Regions from separate parts of the Mus musculus genome. Here region 1 is linked to region 2. The links are chromatin contacts, called in public HiChIP or PLAC-seq maps. All regions are on one chromosome and are shown on one strand. Each heading gives the region's core, a stretch centred on a gene start, on an enhancer-like site or on the middle of the called end of the contact. The rest is flanking DNA. Distances are from core to core; before and after follow the strand shown.

Region 1 (4,418 bases), core at 527-3,026, 620 kb after region 2:
CAAACAAAGGAAAGTTCCCCTTAAACCGACAATGAAAACAAGACTTCAACTTAAATCCCGTGTGACAGATAAGTGATTAAGATGCCATGAGATGCTCAGTGGGTAAGGGAGCCATCTGTGCAAGCTTGGGGGCCTGAGATTGGTCCTAAGAGTCCACAGAGAGGTGGAAGGCCAGAAGTGACTCCACAAAGTTGTCCTCTGATTTCTACACGCACACACACATACACACACGCACACACACACACATGCATGCACGCACAAAATAGTAATTTTTAAAAATGTACAAGATAGGTAGTGGATAGAAGGAAAGGCCGAAATTCATATATTTGATTAAAATGTAAGCATTTAATAAAATGATTACAACAGCACACAGTAGATAATCATAATGAAAAATATAGGTCAGGAAAATAATGAACTCGAGACTTAAAATTTTACTTTACAACAAGGCACTTAACACATTGAAACAGTATAGTAAATTTCCAAAAGAATGCAACTGGCTGCTTCTTACACCTTGGAAAGATATTTCTTCTGTGAATATACTGTAACTTATTAACCATACATTTCGCAGCATTAATCATTGCATAGGAGGTAAATTAAATAAGGAATTCCTACTTGGCAACTAGATTAGCTTATAGTTTCTTCTCTTTTAAAGGACAGTTTAAAATAATTCTACAGTGACCCACTCTTGTCTTTCATGATTCATTGAGAACACAGTACAGTTAGTTAGTGGGTAACAAGCCAGCGCTTACGAAGCGTCTATCTGTATAAAAACTTATCTTTGGGTACTTCTGACATGATTTTCAGTGTACAGATATCAAAGTCAAGAGTACTTCTTCATAAAAGATGTATTTTTGTCAAATGAGTCAGGAGCTAAATTATTGCAACGCAATGGCATTAAAAATAATAATATAAGAAATCTTTATACATAAACGTAGAAAAGGTTCCAACACAACGCATATAACTTACACTTGATTTAGACATGTAAACTCATTTATTAAGAAATTCCTTCTCGTCAGGCGGTGGTGGCATATGCCTTTAATCCTAGCATTCAGGAGGCAGAGGCAGAGGCAGAGGCAGGCGGATTTCTGAGTTCAAGGCCAGCCTGGTCTACTGCGTGAGTTCCAGGACAGCCAGGGCTACACAAAGAAACCCTGTCTCAAACAAACAAACAAACAAACAAACAAACAATAAAAAAGAACTTCCTTCTCACACTTCCTTACACTACAGACAGGGTGAGTGTGTTAAGACTGGCTTAATTTTTAAATCAGTTTTATAGTATAAAATCAAAACATTTAACAAAGAGTTTAAAATATTTTATGGAACAAGGTAAGACCTTTCAATTACAAGTGAAATGATGAGTTCTGGCACATAAATAAAAATGAGACAGCTGACTTTGGGTTTTGAAGTAAACAAAGTCTGTAGCTATGGGCCAGACACGAATGATTGTGACATAAGAGGTAAATGTGACCTTCAACTTTCTTTGACTCAAATTCTGAGAACTTTCCCTTTGGGAAGGATAAGAATGTCTTTAAAATAGCTCCTTTCCCATGGGAATTTCAACTTTTGGCAAAAAACCCTGAAAACAGCAACAACAAAAGGCCCAACAGATAAACTTTAGAGAAACCTTGAAAATATATTTTTAAAGTGGCATTTGGATTTCAGACATGACATATCACCACAAGGGGGCGCTGGCAACACAGCAAGGGATGGATGGCCACAAACCTGCCCAGGGATTGCAAGAGCTGACTCTCAGCCAACCTTGTGTCCCCAGCAAAAAGCTGCTTCCTGTGATGACAGCAACCCAAAAGACAGTCAAAATTAGCTCAGGGGTCACTGGGGGAAGGATACCTCCTTTTCCCGATCTAGTGGAGGAGCTCAAACCCGGAGTCTCAGAGAACTCCAGTCCCATTGGGAAGGTTCAGGAAAAACATGTGTGTTCTATATTTGTGGACGTTTTCCAGAAGCTCTATATTATGGGGAAAACCTTCCAACAGGAGCACAGGCGCCCGCTTGCGCCTTACCCACACTTAATGGGTAAAATCTGCATCTTAATGGGCAAAGAAAAGGTGCTGGTACCATGTCCTGCTGTGCCTGGGTAGGCATGGAAACACACCTGCAATCCCAGCACCCAGGGGGCTGATACAGGAGGGCTGAAGGTTGGAGGCCAATCTGGGCTACACAGTGAGATGAGACCATCTTAAAGGAAGTCTTACTTTCCTGCACTGCAATGAGTTGTCATCTTGCATCCCCATCGGTACCTATTAGGAATCACAGCTACTACAAGAACAGGGAACAGCAGGGTCCACACAGGGCTCATGGGTATTTTCAAACCTTAAGAAAGTGATGGTATTGTTTCCAACAGCCTGGTTTACCTGACTAAATGCAAAGTTTTCTGTTTGAAGGGTTCCCAACAATCAACATGAAATGTAACAATGTCTAAGCATTTTCCTCGGTTGAAGAATCATGGAGAATCCTAGCCAGGCTGGATAAGGCTTTTCAGGTGTTTTGTTTCAGTGTTTTGTTTCAGTGAGAGACTCGCAGAGCAAAGGCCAGGCTTCAGCGCCAAATGATTCTCTCATAATCAGACCCTGAAGGTAAACTAGTGTTCGGAGCAGAGCTTTCCACAGAGCTGAGGAAATGAACACGTGAGGAGTTGTACCGAATTGTCTAGTACAAGGTAAACTGGGTATGAATTTATTATTGGCTTACTCGATAAAAATACTTGAAAAAAAAAAGTCCCTGCATTTCAAAGTCTGCCAAAGACACTTAGGGTCTCTGCTCTTGTGAGGATAGTCAGACTTAGATTTTTATGCTCGTGTCTTTGGGTTTAGCATCCTATCCTTTACCCACCCAGTAACACAGAAAACGAGACCCTCTGAAACACACACACAGAATTATAGCACCAGAAGACAATGGCCCTTCTGAACACATCTGTATTGTGCTTTTTTTTTTCTCCCAAGCAATTTAAAGTTTAATTTTAAACAATCAAGGCCGACTAGCTTACAGGGACGAACCCAGGGATGTTCTCTATGCCATACCCATGAGAATGTAACCACCCCTTCCACTGGCTGCTCCCATGCTGTGAATCCTTAGAAGTTTTTCTACAAGTTCCACAAACTAATCTTTCAGTAGATCTCAACCAAAGGCAAGGACTATGATATCCCAGCACTGAGTAACCTTCTAACTGAGTCCGATGTTCTTAAACCCACCAGATCTTAGAGACCCATCTTTTCACATGAGATAACAGTTGTCCCTCATTCCTACATGGCTGAGGTTAAGAGCTGATGCCAGGGACATGTTCAAGGGCAGCACCGCGTGTTATGTGCACAGGGTGAAGTGAGTTGCTCAGCGGTGGTGCACGCCCTAAGGAGCGCTGGGGGGGGGGGTCTTGCTAAAAGGCAGGGAAACAGTAAAACCTTTGGGATCCATCTTGCATTCCCGAGACACACGATATTAAAATAAAAAGAAGCTGTTTTCATGGAATGTGCCCAAATGTTTCTCTAGGGTCCAATAAGTAACGGCATCACGGCATGGCACGGCAGGGCCCAAGCTAGCAGAGAGCACAAGCTTGCTCTCCAGTGTGAGCATCTGTTCACACTGGTTTCAGCCTGTGCTGGTGCGGTTAACAAGCCTTGGGCTCCCGGCAGGCAGCATCTAACGGGTATAGCAGGAAAAGCCCGGAGCCTGCCGGTTATCTGCCACGGACACTTGAAAGTGGAAAAATCCCCACACAGGGAAAAAATATCCATGGGTGTGTCTCTTTCACATGACCTTGCAATACTCTTTCTTTAAAAACTAAAATTACCAGGTTTAAAAAAAAAAAAAAAAAAGAGGCCGGGTGTGGTCTTCAGAGTGAGTTCCAGGACAGCCAAGGCTACACAGAGAAACCCTGTCTTGAAAAACCAAAAGCCAACCCCCCTCCCCCAAAAAGAGTAAAAGTCATGCATAATGGGTGGCGGGGGAGGGGAGGGGACACCAGACATCACCCTAATGACCTTGCCCCACCTGCAGGCTGCCCCTTACTAAGCTCTGTGGTGAAAACCCACTGCCATCAACTGACTGTATTTACACAGTGGCTGTATATATCCAGACATTTTATTCAAAACGTTAGCAAACTCTTCTGACCTTGAAGGGAGAAAAAAAGCAATCTGGAAAGAACGTGGAAGTGAAGGAAGGCGAGGAGAGGCTCGGCGTGTTCTTTGCCACCTCTTCAGAACTCCAGTGTGGGGGCTTTGTCATCAATGAACGAAGAGCTGCAGGAAAATATATGTTTCTTGGGATGAATAAAAAAAAGCCAAAGGTAATACTTCATCGCTCCAATCTTTTGCATAAAATTTGGTCCACTTCATTTTACCAGTCAGTTCTCTGAAAATAAATATAAAGCCGCACGTGCCTTCGGTTGCAGCACGGACTCTTTT
Region 2 (4,442 bases), core at 1,197-3,696:
CCAGGACAGCCAGGGCTACACAGAGAAACCCTGTCTCAGAAAACCAAAAAAAAAAAAAAAAAAGGAAGGAAGGAAGGAAGGAAGGAAAGAAAGAAAGAAAATGGAGACAGAGAAGAGAGTAGAGTAGGGAGCAGGACACCAGGTCAGGGGTGGGGCTGAGGGAGTCTGGAGTCGGGCGCAGGCTTGGCTATGCAGCAACAGGTTTGTCAGTGTAGGGAAGTGGCTCCTCCTGGCCGATGGCGACAGGCTTCCCGACTTCCTGCGGAATGCTGGCTTTGCTCTGACTGCAGTCCAGGCTGAGTCTGCCCATCTGAGAGGGAGAAGAGGGCACTTGTGGACCTGACACCTAACGATGTAGTTGAAGATGCTGGTTGTGCCCGAGGAACAACGCAAGATGGAACTTACCGACGTACAGATCAAGTTAATTCAGTTAGGCTGGTTCTGGTGGCATACTTGATCCCTGCACTCAGAAAGCAGAGGCAGGTGGATCTCTTAAGAGTTTGAGGCCAGCCTGGTCTATATAGCAAATTCCAGACCAGACAGGGCCTGTGAGAGCCTGTCTCAGAAACAAAACAACAAAAAGTCCACACTCTAAAATGTTAATTAGAAAAATCATTTATTTCTGCTCCTTTCATACATCATGTTGTTCAGGAAACAAGTCTCCCGTATGCATCTGAAATTGCAGAGTAGCACACACACCATTTAAAGCACCACTGCAGGAACTGGCCAATCGTCCAAATATCTCAGCTCTCACAATATACTTCTCAATTTGCGTTAATTTCTGAAAATCAGAAATATCATGTCCAAAAGCTGATGATGGGTTTGTAAAAAATAATCACTTTATTCAATACCAAAGTTTTAGGAGGAGTATATTTTCTTTAAGAAATAAAAAACTAAGAAAAAATGCCGTTTAACATAGCTGGTACACTGGGGTAGGTCATCAAGGGAAATACTGTAATGAACTTGTCTCTGATCCCGTGACTTCCGGTCCTAGCTCTGCTGTGCTTGCTAGGGTGTCGCTCAGTGCAGCGTTTACACTGCTCTTCTTTCTTTTCCACATTGCAGGAGGGAGTGGGTCAGCCTTTAAAACTTCATTAACAGGAGCAAATCCGGGATCCACTGATTTCCTCTCAAAAGACACTAGCCCATCAGGTAGCCCCTGCAGAAAGAGAATTCATATCAGAAAAGGCGACCAGGAAGCAGCCATTCAAGAGTGCCTGGCGACTATGAATCTGATGACGTCACAGCTCTTCCTCAGCATCACCCCTGGTTCGTGATAACACATAACCAGGCTTCCTGGTCTCCTTCCTCCCAAAACATCACAAAGCAATGCAAACTAACATACAATTAGACACAGAAGGGCAGAAAAATGAAGACTATAAAGCTAAGCTTAACAGAAGCAATCTTTGGGCTCTCAAAATTATAACAAAAATTAAACCTTTTTATGGAAACTAGCTTGGATTTCAAAGCCCCTCGTCATACTAGAGGAGGCATGGGAAAGCCAGGAATACATGCCTGGAGCTGACCCTGAGTCCCCAAACTGCAAAGGTATCTGCCTCCATTGCAAGTGTCCAGAAAGCAGTTGCAGGCTTCAGCAGTGCCCACAGATGACACCAAAGATCAAGCTGCTTTCACTGACGCTCCGAAGCCCCTTTAAGGAACTGAATGAGGTACTCAGGTCCCAACCCTCCCTTCTGCCATAAGCACCTGAGATCTAATACCATGGAGGCATGATCAGGATCAGAACAAAACTCTGAAAAATGCTGTACTACTTACTACCCACACTACCAAATGACTGAATACACGGGAACTCACTGAGGCCCCCAGAGTGCCCCCTCTGATGCACCCTTACTATTCACTGGGTGAGGCTGGTCAAACCTCACTCCGTTTTCTCAACTATAAAATGGAGTTACTCCATGAGGCCTGAAAAGTCTCTCAGACTGTTTTTATATAGCACGTTAGTCTTGTTAACTGTCTGGTAGCATCTAGTGTGTCAAGCTTTTTCACCTGTAAAGTAGGAAGTAGATTTCCCCGAGACTTCGAGTGGCACAACCAACACTTAATGGCTTGGTTTTCCTCCTTTCCAGCTTCTAGACCCTTGATAACTCTAAATCAATGCTCAGCCAATGCAACCTGCCCACACTTCACTCTCTGCTCCTGCACTATCTACCCAGACATCTGCTCCGAGAACTTTCACTTCAAGCTGCCCTCCCCACACATGCTCAGACTGAATAACATAAAAAAGAGCCCTGAGTATGTACACACAGACTTAGACATTCCCTATCATAAGGTCTGATGCATTCAAACAAAAACAGAACAAGAAAGCAATTTCCCAGCATAGACAGGCTCTGGATCACTGTCAGCAAGCGGCCACATCAGCCAAACAAGGCAGGCACCTTGACACCGGCTTACACTAGGGGGCTCTTTAGGGACAGGTCCCTGTCATCTGCTGTGTGATGTGAATATGCACTTCAAAGCCCCATCTGGTGACAGTTAAACCCTGTTCTAGTCCTTCTTGAAAGCAGTGTGTGACCTACTCTTGTGGACTATCAACCTTAAGAAACAGTGGGGATGGGAAGGGGACTGGACTAGAGATGACTCAGCAGTTAAGAGCACAGGCTGCTCTTCGAGGACCTGGGTTCAATCCCCAGAACCTACATGGTGGCTCACAACCACCGTGGAATTCCACTTTCCAGGAATCCAATGCCCGCCACTGGCCTTCACAGGCACACATGTCGCACAGATACAGACAAAGGCAAAACGTCCTTTCGCACAAAATGAAATAATACATTTTTAATTAAAGGGGGGAACATTAAGAAATATAAACTACTTTTGGTAGCGAATCAAAGTAAATACCTTAGAATGTATTTATTATGGCCACTCCTAGAATCATTTGGCCCTTTCTTATAGACCAATTTTGTAATCCTTAGTTATTATACTCAAGCTAATGAGAATTCTACAGATAAATACAATCAAAACAAACCAAGAATTCAAAGAAACAACTGGAGCCAGCAAAATCAGCCTAGTAGGTAAGACTGTTTGCTGCCCAAAATGATCTCCTGAGACCAGGGACCAACATGGTAGAAGGGGAGGGTCAACTCCACAAACTATCCTGTGACTATACATGTGCCATGGCACATGCCCCCTACACATGCACACACATAAGTAAATTTAAAAAAACAACCTGGTTCACAAAAACCATGGAGTACTGCCTTTCTCTTCAGGCAGCCGTTTACCGACAATCACTAAGTCTCTTCTATACACAGTAAGACAGGAACTGGGCTGGCTTAGCCCTGGCAGGAGTTTCTAAGAGTGTGACATGATCACATGTAATCCTTGGGCTTGGGTGTAGCTCAGTGGAGAGCATCTGCCTAGATGAGAGAGGCTTTGGGCTCCAGCCCCAGTACTCCCCAAAAGAAGGCAGAAGCACATGTGAGATAAAGTAAATGGCTTCTCACTTTACATTTTAAGAAAGTGTGTGTGTGTGCATGTGTGCATATATGTCATGGTGAGAGGAAACTCAGAGGAGCGAGCTATCTCCTTCTACGGAGTGAGTTTCCAGGATGGAGCCTAGTTCATCACACACCAGAGGAGCCTTTACCTGCTGAGCCGTCCTGCCAGCCCTACTCTCATTTTACAACTAAGAGTCCGAGACTATATGGGGCCATTCACTGATCCACAACACTAGACCAGAAAAGAACAGCAGCGGCATTAAGCAGTCTCCCCATCTTCTCCAGGGTCCTAGAAACAGTCCCACCTCACTTTCAGAAGCAGCAGTGGTCACTTGTCTCTTTCTGACACTGTGATCAAACTCCAACTCAAAACAGAACTTTTAAGATTGTTCCCAACCACAGAACACATTATCCTTGGTGGCCAATAAAACACTATCTCCCTTAACCTGCCAGTTTCTAGAGAAGTACACTGTTAACTTTACTGAGTAGATCTGGAATCTGCAAGAAGCTCATAGAACCAATCCAAAATCTGAGAGCACCTGGAGGCGAATTCTCCAGCCACTTCCTCTACCACACATTGTCACCAGCAGCCATGCAAACATCTTGTGTCACTGGTGTCTCTCATTTGCAGATCCTGAGCACTGGACTCAAGAGTCTACTCACTGAAATGACCCACGTGCCAGACTCTCTACAGACACAGTGTTTGGAATACAGTTCTAATCATGGAAACAAATGAAATGGACCCTCACATACCCAAAGGCTGACTACAGACCCCTCAAGCTCTCTGTAGTCCAGGACTAAACTGAAAGGCAATCTGATTGGTGGGAGTGAGGAGGAGGAAGAGGATACAGCCAATAAATACAGGGTGCACCTGGATAACTCTTAATACTACTCAGCATGTGATCTGTAGGTGTATGTCTCTGTATTCTGTAAATATGTACAATTACTGTCTCAAATACAATAAAACTTATTAAAAGAGGCTATTTTCTC

The links. HiChIP or PLAC-seq counts read pairs in DNA pulled down with a chosen protein or histone mark.
Region 1: a contact with region 2 is called in an H3K27ac HiChIP or PLAC-seq map of embryonic stem cells, with 2.8 times the contacts expected there. The contact joins two enhancer-like sites. A contact is called at or near these places in 1 of 39 promoter capture datasets (the C10 cell line) and 2 of 115 datasets of contacts at active chromatin or transcription factors (embryonic stem cells and large pre-B cells).

Annotation. Positions count from the first base shown.
Region 1 is chr3:131,318,660-131,323,077 of GRCm38.p6, forward strand. It overlaps Sgms2 (sphingomyelin synthase 2), which reads right to left. Exons shown (of 6, transcript NM_001379585.1): 6 at 326-4,418. Among named protein-coding and RNA genes, the nearest start is that of Cyp2u1, 18 kb to the left of the region's middle. Within about 2 kb of position 1,777, at least 21 of the 459 cell types and tissues checked have an H3K27ac peak or open chromatin away from gene starts, as enhancers often do. A contact at or near this core is called in embryonic stem cells, where this site is marked.
Region 2 is chr3:130,695,320-130,699,761 of GRCm38.p6, forward strand. It overlaps Ostc (oligosaccharyltransferase complex subunit (non-catalytic)), which reads right to left. Exons shown (of 4, transcript NM_025509.3): 4 at 598-1,159. The coding sequence ends at 1,141. Among named protein-coding and RNA genes, the nearest start is that of Gm36373, 4.9 kb to the left of the region's middle. Within about 2 kb of position 2,447, at least 16 of the 459 cell types and tissues checked have an H3K27ac peak or open chromatin away from gene starts, as enhancers often do. A contact at or near this core is called in embryonic stem cells, where this site is marked.